Regions from separate parts of the Sus scrofa genome. Here all the other regions are linked to region 3. The links are chromatin contacts, called in public Hi-C maps. All regions are on one chromosome and are shown on one strand. The core of a region is the stretch at or near the end of the contact, and the rest is flanking DNA. Distances in the headings are between cores, read along the strand shown.

Region 1 (2,802 bases), core at 88-2,587, 160 kb before region 3:
AAAAGACACACACACATCTATCTATATATCTACATGTATAGTATATATCAAGCTGTATGTATATATCATATGCATATATGTATGTATGTAGATATATATGTGTGTGTGCATATATATAAACACATATATATTTATCTTTCAATATGTATGCCTTATCCAGCAAAACAATTTCAAAATTAGTTAACTTCTTAACTCCACTAATTGTCAACTATAATCTATATCAATATACCACAACCAGGATCATAATCTAGAATTTATCCCCCTAAACAAAAAAGTTTGTTTAAAAAATTCCATCCCTGAAATCAGAAATATTGATACTCTGACCACAAGCTCCTTCCTTTCACGTCTCTCACTGACTTTACTTACATCACATCTGTTTTAAAATTTTAGTCAAGCAAAATTGTTCTTTGCTCCCTGCTCCTTTACTATCATATAGCACTCAATTTAGTGAGGGACACAGGATGTGAAAGAATTAGATTACGGTGTGATTGAGTGCTGTGATTGGCCAGCACTTTCTCAATCCTTTCTCAGATGATATTTACTTAACATCTCCCCAATACATTCACTTATTTTCCATCTTGACTGTATGTTCTAGAGAACTGACCACAGGCATCTCCTGCTTGGGTGACTCTGATATTTCCTTCATGAAATTTTCATGTATTGAATTCTCATGATGCAGCATGAGTGATCTTTCTAAAATGAGCAGTTTATGTACCTTCCTTGTTTAAAATAATTCAGTAGCCAATCCATTAGTATTGGAGCAAAGAACAGATTCTTTAATGTGATTTATAAACCCTTGGGATGTTTTCTCTGCTGTCTTCTATCCTTTCCCTCCCTGACTCCCTCACATGGAGCCCACAGTGCAGTTACACCGTGTTGTTGGACAAATTAAGCTTCTTCACACTCAGCCACTTAGCTCATGCCATTTCTCTGATGCTAACACACTCCTATATTTAGCTTTCCCAAACTCTAGTTAATTTCTATTTTTTTGGCCTCAGGCTTTTTATATGTTGGTAAGGAGAATCATTTTTGCTGTTTTTATTGCATTCTTCAGCCAGGTAGAAGGCCAGGACTCTAGACACCCTGAATTCTGCATGGATTTATGCCTTGAAATAGAAAGTGCTAAGAGTTAGTAATGCCCATGCCTCTAAATAAAAGGTGCTATGATTAATAAGAGGCATTAGGTTCATTGTCTAAATTTAACTTTTTTTTTTTCTGTTTTTATTCCATTCACAGCCAAGTAAGGAAATTAAACTCTGTGGGCTGAAGTGTGCGATTCACGTAGCTGGTCCATGACTAAATATTTGCTGTCTATCACATGGAGCTCAGTTGGCTCTCAGTGTATTAATCAGTTAAACTTTACCCTTGAGTTTAGATTTCAGAGACATAGAAGTGACTACCACTTACAATGGTAGAGTTTAAAAAATGAAAACATGAGAAAAGAAGAGGAGTCCTAATTATGAAGAGAACATGCCATCTTCTTGAATACAGTAAAGAAATAAGAAAAAGTCTTGCAGTTATTACAAACCAAAGCTATAAGAGAATTTGAAACATATGTGCCTGGTAGACCTCCTTTCCACAAAGCAGATTTTCATTAAGAAATCAAAGAATAATTGAATTTGCTTTCAAGACATGCTTCTTTCATTTTATGTGCAAAATGGGAGAAGTGTGAAACAGTATAAAAGAATTATAAAAGAAAACAAGCTTGTTAAACTGGAAGAAGAGAGCAAACTCCTTAGGAGATGTTAGCGAGCTTATAAAACTATAGGAAGAGACAAAGAAATCAGCCTGAGCCTAGTTTCTTTTGAAGAGAAAATTTCAAAAGAATGTTTTCAATATTACTGGAGCTAGGACAGTAATCATTTCCTAAAGAAAAATAAAGAGAGGATGAAGTGATTTGTCCAGGGGGATCACAGATCCAATAAGGTGTTTGCAGTCATATTGTTAATGCACAGAGTCTGTAATGAGGGTGATTGGGGAACAAGCCCTTGAACAGAAAACAAATTTGCAAAGTGGTTTCGTAAAAGACGGACAAATATTTAAGTAGCCAAAAATAGGGATATCAAAGAAAAGTATTCAACTACTTTCACTTTTTGTTATGTTTCACACAACACCATTACTGTGGTTAGAGTTGCAGGTATTGCCTGGGTCCCCAGGGAGCACACAGTATAAATTTTAAAAACAGAATTTTAAGGAAAGTGATATACATTGAATATGGAGTATAAGATATATCGAAATATTTGGCAGGGCCATGATAGATTGAACAGTTGCTTGGATTTCTCGTTAGCCTCATTAGAAACACCTCCTGAGTGCTATTGTACAACCCAGGGAAGTAAAATGAAGACAAGATTAATTTTGAACAGCAGCTATGTTTTCCTCACTTAGCAGTGACTGAACTCATATTTCTTACTCAGAGTGAACGCAAAAGAAAAACAATCTAGAGAAGATGTCAGAAAATAAATGTCTGAGCCTCATAGCAAAAGCAAAGTTAGAGGAAGGAGGGAAGCCCTTCCATCTAACCCTGGAGACACACAGAAGAAAAAACCCAACCTAACCATTGAGTCACATTAAAAGTGCAGACGTTGGGAGTTCCCTTCATGACTCAATGGTTAATGAAACCAACTAGGATCCATGAGGATGAGGGTTCAACTCCTGGCCTCACTCTGTGGGTTGAGGATCTGGCATTGCTGTGAGCTGTTGTGTAGGTCACAGATGCAGCTCGGATCCTTCATTGCTGTGGCCGTGGTGTAGGCCAGTGTTTACAGCTCCCATTCGTCTCCTAGCCTGGGAACTTCTGTATGC
Region 2 (3,069 bases), core at 146-2,645, 160 kb after region 3:
CTATGCCACACATCCCATGGACAGTTTCTTTAATTGGACACAGAAAAAAAAGAAAATCAGAATAAATAGATTTGGGCAGATATGCCAGACAAAATACTTTTTATGGTCACAGCCACTTGTAATGTTTTTGAATATTTTATTCCATTTGTATGTCCCCATTTCACACTATAACTCAAAGAATTTGTTTAATCTGTTTGGCATTTCTTTCCCTTCTTTTAATTAAGATATAAATTACCAGATACTTTCTGAGGACCTGAATACTGTTAGGCAAATGACATAAAATGGGAAATGTTAACTTTATGTTCAAAACACTATGGTTTAGACCCCAATGCAATTTTACCTCCACTCACCTCAGTAGATTGAAATTTCAGGTTTCCATTTTTAGAAGCTCCTTTAGTTTACCCATCACTGCAGACAGGGCATCTGGCTGCAATAAAGGAACATTGGTAATAGTGACAAAAATGGCTTCCAACAGCTAAAACCAAGGACATAGGAGAAAAGATCTTTTTTAAGTCATTATAAAACTGTCTTAATCCTTTCTGGAACAAGGTAGGATATAAATGAAGTCATCTCTTTTTCTTTCCTTAGGGGAGGAATGCATGCAGCTCATATTCTCACAATTTGAAAAGGAAATTTCTTCATTTTATTAAGGGCTTTATCTTTCTTTGCTTACAAAAACAGTGGACAGTACAAATTTTTCTGTAGCATCCAAATTTTGAAATCTTTCCTGGTCCCTAAACTTAGTAAAATTTGCCTTGCAATCACTATAGCACAAGATAAAAATATAAGCCATTGAGATGTCAGAGAGTGTGAAATTCCCAGAGAGGTGTTAATAGCCTCCAAGAGTCTCAGAATCAATTGACCAAACCCTCCTTCCAACCCCCACCAACTTTTCCTCCAAAATTGACTATGATGGCTCCATGCAGCTGTGCAGCTGTAGCCACGACAGCACTGACTCCCTGCAAAATGGATCCAGGCTAGAATGCAGACATCTCTTTCCTCTATATTATGTAGAGAAAAATCCATCTTCCCCATCATTTTCTCAAACCAGAAGAGGTGGAGAAAGGCATGTGCCTTTGCCTGAGGAAAGACTTCTAAAGGACCTAGAAAGCAACAAGTTTGAAATGAAAACTGAAAAAAAAAAAAATCAGTATCAAGAAATATTAACAAGAAGACCGATACCCAAAACTCATCACTGTCATTTCACCTTAGTTAAACATTGCATACCCTAGGATCCAACTATCCAAAGGCGCTTATAACCATTTATTCTTTCAATAAATGTTTATTTAATGCTTAAATTGCTTCAAGCAATATTCTGTGAATAAAGCAGACAATGGCTCCTGCCAAAACAGAGCTCAGTACTTAGCTGGGAAGGTACATGTTAACACACCAGCCCCCTCCACTTTCTGAGCATCCTCCCCCATCCCCGATCATGACCTTTCTCCCTGCCAGACACCTGGGACCCATTACATACTCTCCCTTTTCTCTCATTCCAGTTCCTCTTAGTAATTGACTTTTGCAGATCCTTGCTCCTAAAGCTGCTGTCTGTACAAACAAAGTACTCTTGGGAAATACTACCATCCCTGGTGAGACTGGTGCTGCCTGAAACTAAATTTAAAGACTGAATACATAATCTAATTTTTTTAATTCCATTACATTTTTTAATTTACTTGTGTTCTTGTCAAGCCAGGGCAACTTATCATGAGTTTATTTTAACTTTCAGTATATCCCCGGCCAATAGTTTTGCATTTTTCTTATTTCCTCCTTCTCAATTTTGATTAAGGTCTCATTTACTTTCCCTGAATGCCTCCACATTCTTTCCATTTTCCTCTGATTATAGAAGTCTTCATTTCTCTGCCTTAGCAGCCAAACCAGGTAAAACAAAGAAAGGAATGATTTCCAGATGGAAAATATGATAGGTCATGTTCGGTGCTTCATGCCCAAACACATTGCTTTGGTAACTAAATATACCCCATGCCTCTTTAAATATTTAAGCTGAAGAAAACAGACCCAACTCTAAAATGAGCTTAAGCTTGAGCTTGAAAGGCCACCACCTGCCAATTTTCAATCCCATATTTCAGGAAGAATTCTACAGAAACCCATTACTATTGCTCAACCTAGTAAACATTTAGCCAAAAGTTGACCAAATAGCCTTTTGGTCATTTATTATATCAGAATGAAGGGAAAAGGCCATGGGAATTGTGTAAGACATACTTTGGAATGGGAACATTTCCCATTTTCCATTCTAAGATATCAGAGGGACAATCATTATTTTACTCAATTGAGACATATTTTAATGCATGCAACAACTGATTTTAGAGTAAGTATTAAGAATATGGCCAACAGCCAAAACTATAATTAGTTAAGGTAAAAAACAAAAAGGCCTGGAAATTCAGAGGTAGTGGAGCTGTAAGTGACAAATCAGGAAGAAGTGGAATTCTGGAGAGCAGAATGTTGCTCATGAATTCTAAGCTTTAACTTCTTACATGTTTATATGCAAGAAAACATCAAGAAGAGAAAGCTGAAGATTTATGCATATTTCATTTTAGATATCACAAATTTTATCCATTTTTATGAGGTAGGTTTCATAAAGTTTATCTTTTCATAACATTTAAAGCTCTCAACATAATATAACTTTTCCTTGACTCATACAGAGATAATAAAATTATACTTAAAAATATCTCCTCCTCACCTCACTTCAGAAAACCATGGTGGCAAAAGAAAGAAAAGGATTTTATAAAATTTGAGGGGGATTTTGTCTAAAGTCAATGTGCCAATCAACATTCTTCTAAAATATGCTAATTATTAAACTTTCTTATGCAATGACTTATGACTAACTGCCTAAATGAATGATTTCCAGGTCTTCTGTCATATTCAAATGTTAGGAAGAAACTATACACATTATTTGAGCCATGTTCAAGTGGTAATAATGACATATAGTTCCAAATTGTGGCAAATTTAAAGAAATTTTTCTAAAACCATTAGGTATGTAGAGTTAATCTGTTTCATGACCTACCATCCCTCTTCTGAGACTAGAAGCTCAGAGTCTAATTTTATAATATCAGACAT
Region 3 (3,058 bases), core at 155-2,654:
TGTATATGTCACAGAAAATGCAAACTCTAAACACCAAGAATAATTAGATGATCCTCAAGGTTATAAATAGAAATGCATTATTACTGTTTCTCATTTTATGGATTTCTATAAGCAAATCCCCAAAATAAATACTTCACCAAAAAAGTCACATTGATTTGCAATACCCACTCCTATCCTTGCCCTATACCAGATCCCTTTAACTTTTAAGAAATTCTAGGGATTTGTGCTTTCCCCATGCATAGTGCATTTTGCGTTCGGTATATACATCTCAGTTTATTCCATTTTAAGAATAGAGTCAAGGCATAACTATTCTGTGAGAGAACATATTAATGCCTAAATCACTGTAGATTGAATGTAAATAAGCAATGTGTAAATAGAGTAAGAGTGAGATTAGCCAGTAAATCATTGAGGCGCTGAAGCCTTCAGTAAAGTCAGTTCTTTTCAATATGAAAAATATGGCTTTTGTTAGTATTATTTTAAATAGATTTAGGGACTAACAGAGCTTAAGAAGATCTCTAAGTGTTATATGGTTCAGATTTCAGCACCTTGATCAAATGTGGGGAAAAAACCCCACCGTTATCAGGACCACTAAATTCTATTACAGTATTTAATGCACTATAGCCCTATTTTATCAGTAGCTAATTAAACAGATTTCCAGAAAAACGTTTTCAAATCAGAGACATCAACTTCTCAACATTATAAAGAGCCTAACTGTAAGTATCTAATATTACAATCACTTCTCCCCTTATTTAAAACCATTGTTAGTTTTTAACCTTCCTAAGTTTCATATAATTTTTATCACTTGAAGAATATCAAACCAGAATTTTGAGGATCACAAAGAATTCATGGTATCACTTCAATTCAGGACAGCATAATCTCTTCATATAAGTGCATCTACAAAGAACCAGAGAGACTAAATAATAAACAAAAACTCACACAGATATTAAATGTTCCCAGAGGGACTAAAGGGTAGGGGCTTATGTGTCAGTCTCTCTACATCTTTTCGTCACACATAGATCGCATTGCTGTCTATAAAATCCTCAAAAATCTCATCATCAAAAATTTCCCCAGAAATAAAGTGCTCCACAATAATCCAGAATCAGCTACGTGAGTAACTGATTAACTTACTGATTTATTTGAACTATTCGAAGTTGAACTGCCTAAAAATAAACAGTGAAATTATTTTTAAGAATCAAAGTATGACATTAAAGCACAAAATCTTATTAGTGAAAATATACAGATATTCTATTTCTTCTGCTTATATACAACCCAATGCATGAGGTAAAGATACATATCTCTTTCAGTTTAAATAAAAGTGTAAACAGAGAGTTTGTATTAATGCACAGGGCTCTGGGAAAAGTAGAAACTGCCCAAATAACAGGAAGGACTGATCTGACCCAGAAAGAGGGCCCAACTGTCTTGTAAATGTTAGGTCAGCCAAAACTTCAAGAGGAAAACTGCCTGCACTGATTTATTTTCAATCTCCAGGGAGATGTAGCCTCTAGGTGAACTTTCCAATTAAAATGTGATGGTAATGAAGTGGCATGGAGAAAACAGTAAGATTAAGTTGAGACATCAAGCATATAGGACAAGATGTATTGGTGGGTAGAGAGATGGAGAAGGAGGGGAGAACATCTGGGGAAAGTGAAAGGACCACATCTCAGTATCTTGCATCAACCAGACATCCCCTTATATTAGGGAGTATTGCCTCCTCTTCCTTATAAACTGACTACCAAGTAAAATCTATCATATTTTCTCCAAAGTTCTATGCAGTTGACTGCATGAGAAATGTGTCACCCCTTCAAACCCTTAATGAATTATGTGATATAAAATTAAATTTATTTCCTAAAGTTAATAAAATATTTTTCACGGACTAAACCACACATGACAGAAGACTGAGGAATAATGATACAATTTCAGGACAAAGATAACAGTACGAAAATCTTCCAGAGATGAGAAAGACAACACATCATGTCCAAAGATCTAAAATCTGAAAATCATTGGATTTATTTAAACCACATTGGAAATTTGACAGTGGCACAATATATTCAAAACGGGAAGGTATTTTAATCAACCCTAAATTTAGAAGATAGACATGTTCAAAAATGTACAATCTTAAGTATTTTTACCTCCTATGCACATATTTTCAGAGAACCACTTTAGTTTATGCATCACTAAACAAGAAAGTAAAATAAACAGAAAGAGAAGAGATCCAGGAACCAGAAGATTGCATGGAAATATGGCACAGGGAGCTCACAAAACAAAGAGGGGTCCTAGGTGCACAGCAAGTTAGAGGCACATAGGGAACAGCAGGTTGAGATTACAGAACATCAGAGGTCTTCAGATTGATGTCTTCAAGTTAAACGAGAATTGATCAAAAATCCAGTGGATCTGAAATTACTGAGAAAGACCTCTCCCATTTTGTGTATATTTTGAAATGTATTAAAGACAAATACAAAGAAAACTAAGCATGTGATAAAATGATTTAGTAAAAAGTTTGAGGATAATTGTGTTTGAGGATGGAACATGTTGTGTTGTGGGGATGAAGTGTGTTATGAGGCAGAAACATCGTTTTTGTTTTATTAAGATGTAATCGACTTATATCCATATATAAGTTTAACGGTTTCACTTACATATATTGTGAAATGATTACTTCAATAATTTTTGTTAGCATATGTCATCTCATATAGATAGAACAAAAAGAATTTTCTTTTTTCCTTGTGATGAGATCTCTTCTTAGGATTTACTCGTCCTTTTTTTGTTTTGTTTTTTGTTTTTGGGTTTTTTTTTTTTTGCCACAGCTGTGGCATGTGGAAGTTCCTGGACCAGGGAGTGAACCCATGCCACAGCAGTGACAACACCAGATCCTTAACCTGCTGCACCACCTGGGAATTCCAGGATTGACTCTCTTAATAATCTTCACATATAACACACAGCAGTGTTCCCTACAGTTATGTTATACATTACATCCCTAGTACTTATCTATTTGTCTTTAAATTGGAAGTTTGTTACCTTTTGCACCTTCCTTCAATTTTCTCTCCCTCCCACTCCTCACCTC

What was found. Hi-C and Micro-C count contacts between places; a contact is called where the count stands out from the background.
Region 1: a Hi-C map of liver shows a contact between it and region 3, with 5 times the contacts expected there. The contact joins two enhancer-like sites. A contact is called at or near these places in 1 of 5 promoter capture datasets (liver) and 4 of 47 Hi-C or Micro-C datasets (liver and skeletal muscle).
Region 2: a Hi-C map of liver shows a contact between it and region 3, with 1.6 times the contacts expected there. The contact joins two enhancer-like sites. A contact is called at or near these places in 3 of 47 Hi-C or Micro-C datasets (all in liver).

What each region holds. Positions count from the first base shown.
Region 1 is chr13:86,012,029-86,014,830 of Sscrofa11.1, forward strand. LOC110256530 (a long non-coding RNA gene) reads right to left here. Exons shown (of 3, transcript XR_002338138.1): 3 at 1,041-2,802. Among named protein-coding and RNA genes, the nearest start is that of PLOD2, 500 kb to the right of the region's middle. Within about 2 kb of position 1,338, at least 4 of the 83 cell types and tissues checked have an H3K27ac peak or open chromatin away from gene starts, as enhancers often do. A contact at or near this core is called in liver, where this site is marked.
Region 2 is chr13:86,328,181-86,331,249 of Sscrofa11.1, forward strand. No RefSeq gene overlaps it. Among named protein-coding and RNA genes, the nearest start is that of PLOD2, 180 kb to the right of the region's middle. Within about 2 kb of position 1,396, at least 4 of the 83 cell types and tissues checked have an H3K27ac peak or open chromatin away from gene starts, as enhancers often do. A contact at or near this core is called in liver, where this site is marked.
Region 3 is chr13:86,168,652-86,171,709 of Sscrofa11.1, forward strand. No RefSeq gene overlaps it. Among named protein-coding and RNA genes, the nearest start is that of PLOD2, 340 kb to the right of the region's middle. Within about 2 kb of position 1,405, at least 1 of the 83 cell types and tissues checked has an H3K27ac peak or open chromatin away from gene starts, as enhancers often do. A contact at or near this core is called in liver, where this site is marked.